Linked DNA regions of Hordeum vulgare: region 1 is linked to region 2. Evidence: chromatin contacts called from public Hi-C data. All regions are on one chromosome and are shown on one strand. The core of a region is the stretch at or near the end of the contact, and the rest is flanking DNA. Distances in the headings are between cores, read along the strand shown.

Evidence for each region. A called contact is a pair of places that touch in the nucleus more often than the background predicts.
Region 1: a contact with region 2 is called in a Hi-C map of leaf, with 3 times the contacts expected there. The contact joins two enhancer-like sites. A contact is called at or near these places in 1 of 6 Hi-C or Micro-C datasets (leaf) and 1 of 1 datasets of contacts at active chromatin or transcription factors (embryo).

What each region holds. Positions count from the first base shown.
Region 1 is chr2H:161,108,245-161,111,178 of MorexV3_pseudomolecules_assembly, forward strand. No RefSeq gene overlaps it. Among protein-coding and RNA genes, the nearest start is that of LOC123429843, 92 kb to the left of the region's middle. Within about 2 kb of position 1,502, at least 3 of the 3 cell types and tissues checked have open chromatin away from gene starts, as enhancers often do. A contact at or near this core is called in leaf, where this site is marked.
Region 2 is chr2H:160,164,006-160,166,742 of MorexV3_pseudomolecules_assembly, forward strand. No RefSeq gene overlaps it. Among protein-coding and RNA genes, the nearest start is that of LOC123429839, 3.6 kb to the left of the region's middle. Within about 2 kb of position 1,391, at least 1 of the 3 cell types and tissues checked has open chromatin away from gene starts, as enhancers often do. A contact at or near this core is called in leaf, where this site is marked.

The DNA of each region.
Region 1 (2,934 bases), core at 252-2,751, 940 kb after region 2:
ATGTCAATGTCAATCTTGCAGAGCTGCCGCACATTCTGATCTAGGTTACAAGCTTCACAGCACACGAAAGAGAGGGGTCATATGAATGACACATGCCTTCAATGTAAGTCCACACAAAATACTGCTATTGTTTTGGACATTTAGGTTCGTACACATTGCTTGCGGTTGTGTACTGCCCAAAGAAGTACGCATAATTCCTTTGATTAACCGGATATATACTTCATGAATCTCCGAATAGGATCGTCTGGTGTTAGCCTACCCGGTAGAAACCCAGACCGCTAGAAAAACCACTCTCGAGAGTATTCCGCTACTTCTATGCGAGCGCAGGGAACTAGCCTGGACCTGACAGAGCTCAAGGCTTGCCAAGTGCGGTACCGCGGGAGCTATTTTGCTATTTTTGCATTAAGTGATTTAAGAGGGATCAATTGTTTGGTCCATGAGTTGTCACCAAAAAGAGAAATCATAAGAGAAGAAAAAGGGACAAGCGAGGAGTCAATCTCGTGATCCTAGGATCTTGTTAGCCACTATGTTAGCTTCCCATCTTGAGATACCAAACCTACTTAGCAGGAAAACATCTAGCTTTTCTTTTTTTATATACTTTCTTTGGTTTCTTTTATTTTTCTTCTTCTCTCTTTTCTTTTCATTCTTTCTTGCATTTTGTTTCTTCTTTTTTGTTTTCTTGCATTTGTTTCTTTTCCGTCTTTTAGTTTGGTTTTTTTACTTCTCCATTCTTTTTGGTATTTTCTCACGTTTGTTTTCGTTTTCAATCTACATTTTTGAATATGTCAAAAACAGATTTTAGTAAGTGATCAACATTTTTTTGTGTAGACGTTCAACATTGTACGAGCGCTTATGAAAAATAATTATGTACTTGTTTAACATTTTAATAGTTATTTGATATTTTTCAAATACATGTTCTTCATTTTTTAAATAACCGTTCAAATTTTTTAAATACCAATTAAATATATTCAAATATTTGTGCAACATTTTTAATACTTATTCAACATTTTCAAACACTTGTTCAACACTTCCAATACTTATTCAACATTTTCAAATACTTTTTCATCATTATTCAAATACTTGTTCACCATTGTTTTAGACAAGATCAATATTTTATCATATACTTGATCAATATTACTCCAATAGTTGTTCAACATTTTTAATGTATCTGTTCAAAAAATTTCAAATACTTGTTCAATATCTTTTTTCAAATGATTGGTTAAAAAATTTATATACAGGATCAACATTTTCTAAAATACTTCTTCAATATTTTTTAAATACCCATACAACAGTATTCAAATACTTGTTCACCATTTTTCAAATAATTATTCAACATTTTTTTAATGTTTCAATAGATTTTTTTTATTATATATACATTTATAATATTTTAAAGTATAAACAAAAGTAAAAAGGGATCAAAAGCGTAAAAACGAAAAAAGAGGTTGTGGCCTCCCGTGCTGATGGGCTGGCTCATCTAGGTCCAAACTTTAGCGAGGGGTTACTCCGCTCTAGGGGAAGGCGAGAAACATAGGGGACCCCGTGTAGTACGACACACCGTGCACCGGCTTCATAGCTTCTTGGGCCAATTGTTTCATCGGCCCGAGCCGCTATAATTCAGGTTATTTCTGTGGGCTGCATGATATTTAACACGTGACAATTCTAATATCTCTCAAACGCATACACGTACATTCTTGCTATGGTGAAGGAGTTCTTAATGCTCCTCCAGGGGCGCGCCTATGTATCGCCATACGCGAGGCGGATGAAAGCGCTCGCTCTACATCGCCTAACACATGTCACCTAAAGTCAACGCAAGCGTGAAGTTTTCCTCGAGCTTGTTACGTTTTAGAGAAATGAGATTTTGATAGGATGAGATACACACCACAAGTGGAGAAAGACAGCGTGTAATCGCTTAAATTCAATGCACGCATGCACCATGTGAGTGGTTGCATTCTCTTTCAATCTTTTCACCTTTTGTCCATTTTCACAAATATGTTAAGAAATCTATAAAAAATTTGGACTTGCCTAAAAAATGTTCATATAGTGTAAAAAAAATAAAAAATCATGAATATGAAAAGCAAAATTAATTATGCACTTGAAAAAATGTTTCTAACATATAACAAAGATATAAAATGTGTACCAAATAAAGTAAACTTGAAAAGGATTTTCTATCATTGCTTATGATGGAACTAGTTAAGGGTTTTGACGGTGTAGCAGTTTAAAAAATCTAGAAAAAAAACTTAAAGAACAAGCTTATAATATAACATGATTCAACGGGGCAATTGAAAAATATGAATGTATGTATCCTGGACCGAAATAATTGTTTTTCGCCGAGTACACATAAATGCATATTTTCACGATCCCTCCATTGGATCATCTTATTACATTAGAGTTATGCCTATCTTTTTACATATTTTTGATAAATTTTTGACCTTTAAAAATATATCGAGCATTAACAAGTTTTGACGTAAATATATAACGAAAATATTATTTATGTATTTACGAAATCTTAATTTCGTAAAAACATTGTTCCTGGTGTGTACAGAAATTATACAGCGTGTATGGAAAGAGTAGACATCAAAACATATATTTCAAAAAATGTTAATTATATATTTTGCATAATGGTTAAACTTGTATACAACAATTGTTGCTGATATACATGAACAAATAGTAGACATCAAAACATATGTTTGTAAAAACTGTTAATCATGTATTTAGAAATTGTTTATACAACAGAAAAAAATATTTTCATAGTTTTATTAAATATTTTGTGCCGCTAATTGTTTAACATGTATTCATGTTTCCTCCGAACATGTAATTGAAATAATATGTATTATATATTTGAAAATGTTCAACATGCAAGAAACAATTATGCACGTGTATATGAAAAAGGTACAATGTGTATTGAAAAGACTAGACACCTGTTGGAAAGCAGAA
Region 2 (2,737 bases), core at 141-2,640:
TTCTGCAAATGAGATTAAAAGAAAAGGATTGTTCTACATTATTGCTCGATGGCAAAAGGTTGCAGAGAGAAGCTAGCTGTAGGAATGGAGTATACCAGGTGACATCTCCTGGCTGCAGTGGCTGGAAGAAGGCAGGCTGGAAAGGGCAACGAACCAAGCATGAGAAGACAAGTCGTACGAAGAAATGAGAAATGGCATGCATATGTTGGTTGAATCAAGGTACGAGGATAGCAAGAGTAAGATTACCTCATCCTCTTGTCAAGATAGACATTAGCTATCCGATGGGAACGTTCTTGGCGTGCATGCTTGCTGGGGGGACGGGTACATTTCTTGACGTGCCTCCTCCGTCGGAAAGGAGCAAAGCTGACCCGGATGCAAACAATCAAATAAAGAGAAATTGATTAGTAAGTTACAGCGTGATCATGGATTACCACTTGACAGTGATGCGCACGGTGTGTGTGCCTGTGTGTGTGCGCATACCCGAAGCCGATGGGGAGTATGTTCTGCGGACCCATCAGGCCGTCCGGCAGTAGCAGCCTGTGTTTGAATTCTGGAGTCCTGTTAGCCAAGTCCCCGACGATCTCTGCTGCTTTAGCCCACGTGGGTCTCCAGTCCCGAGAAAACCTACCGATTCACAGAGCCAGAGGAGTAGTGCTATGACTAAGGAATTTGCTTGATCTGTATATTGCGAGAAAAAGGGAGGGGTCCCATATGAAATTAGTGCTTCAGATACCTGGCTACTTGCGACTGGAATAAACGGTGCGCGCGAAGAAACTTGACGAGGACAGAGGCCTCCAGGCTGGGCGTCGAACAGGGGTCCAGCGGCGAGAAGCGAGGGAGGATGTAATCCAAGGCTTCAGTCCACTGGCCCTGGGACACGCACGAGGCGCACCAGATGGACCACGCAAATGTAGGTGTTTGTGTGCTTCAACATCCTGCATCATGCATTCCGTTGATCAGCGAGCAGGGTGGATCAAATCACTGGCAATGCGAAAGAAGGGCTGCGGGTGCATACGCGAAGAAGGTGGAGCCGTAGCCGTGGAGCCAGAGGAAGGTGAGGAGACGCCGGTAACGGAACTGCCTAACACAAGGGTACTCTCCAGGGACAAGCAACGGCAACTTCTGGCCGCACTCCGCCGCTCGCGTCGTCGCCGTCATTATCGACGGTCGCCGATTTGGGACCGGCGATTGGGTTTGGGTCTGGCTTCGGCTTCGGGGACCGTCGCCGATTTGGGGCTGGGAAATAGGTTTGGGGTCAAGTAACAAGGGCGAGGAGGGAGGGAAGGAGGAGGGGGCGTGGTGGTGGGTGGTGGTGGGACCAGCGCATTAAAGGCACGGAAAACTTGCTCACTGTTCGCTCGTTAAAAAAACTCATCCCCTTTTTTAAAAGAAAAAACATCGTTTTTTTGAGAAAAAATGAAAAAAAATCCGTTCTGGTACACTATCTCACCCTTGTGCATTTTAAAACCGACTAGCCCATTGCAACGGAAAATATATTTCATAATCTTCACTGCTCATGATCATACTTTGCTGCATTATCGAGATACACTATTACTCTTAATTTTTTGAAATCATTAATAATTTTAAATTTTGAAATAGTGAACATTTTACAAATTCGTCAACACTTGTACAAGTTTCTGAACATTTTTTAAAATCAAGAACATTTTTAAATTCATGAACATTTCATACTATCTGCAAACATTTTCCAAGGATTGTAAACATTTTTATAAAATAAATCATGAATTGGTGAACATTTCTATAATCGAGGAACATGTTTTTCTAAATTAGTAAAAATAAATTTTAGATGCACTATTGTTTTTTAATTTAAAGAACATTTTTTAAAATTTAACAAACTTTTTTTATATTCATTGCCATCTGTTATGAATGATTAAACTATTTTGTAAATCATAAATATTTTTGAATTTTTGGATATTTTTTCTTTGATGATTTTTTTTGAATTGGCAATTAATTTTTCATTTATTGATCACTTTCTCATAAAAGAATTTTTAAAATAAATCTTGATTTTTTTATTTCACGAAAAATTGTTTTCAAATATACGAACATTCTTTGAATAAGAAATATGTTTTACAAAATCACAAGCATGTTTTCAGTCCACAAACATTTCATGATTTATTAAACATTTTGTTTTAAAATTCTCAAATGTTTTAACTTTCAAATCCTTTTTAAAGTCCCAAATTATTTAAAGTAGAACAAAATAAAAATATGAAGGAAAAAAGTAAAAAATAAAAAAACAGGCTGCCCAGACATGGGCCGACCAAAATGGGCGCGCTACGTCTTCTTCTAAGACGCAGAGCAAAGTATAGGAGGTCCCTGCTCCATGGATCGTCCTGGGCGAGGGATTTCCCTGTGTGAAATGTTTTTTATCACTTATATGTGGCATTGTTAGGTAGTAATTTATACCTTTAGGGACAGTTTTTATGACGTACCGCCACAAACAATAGCCCTGTATTATTAGGTAGAGATACTAACAAATATACTGCAATAGTTGAACCGAAAAATTTACGGTTTTTATGGTTTCTGATTTTTGGTACGGTACGGAATTTCCTAACCGTTTTGAATTTCAGCTTTTATGGTATACATATGTCAAAAAACTGAATATGTCTAATGTCATATCAATGAATTTGAATGGGACTGTTTTATTCCAGAACACGCAAAGCTTGTGTACTATTGCATTGATAAAAGAAGAAGTTAAAAGAGTACATGGCGTGGTACAACA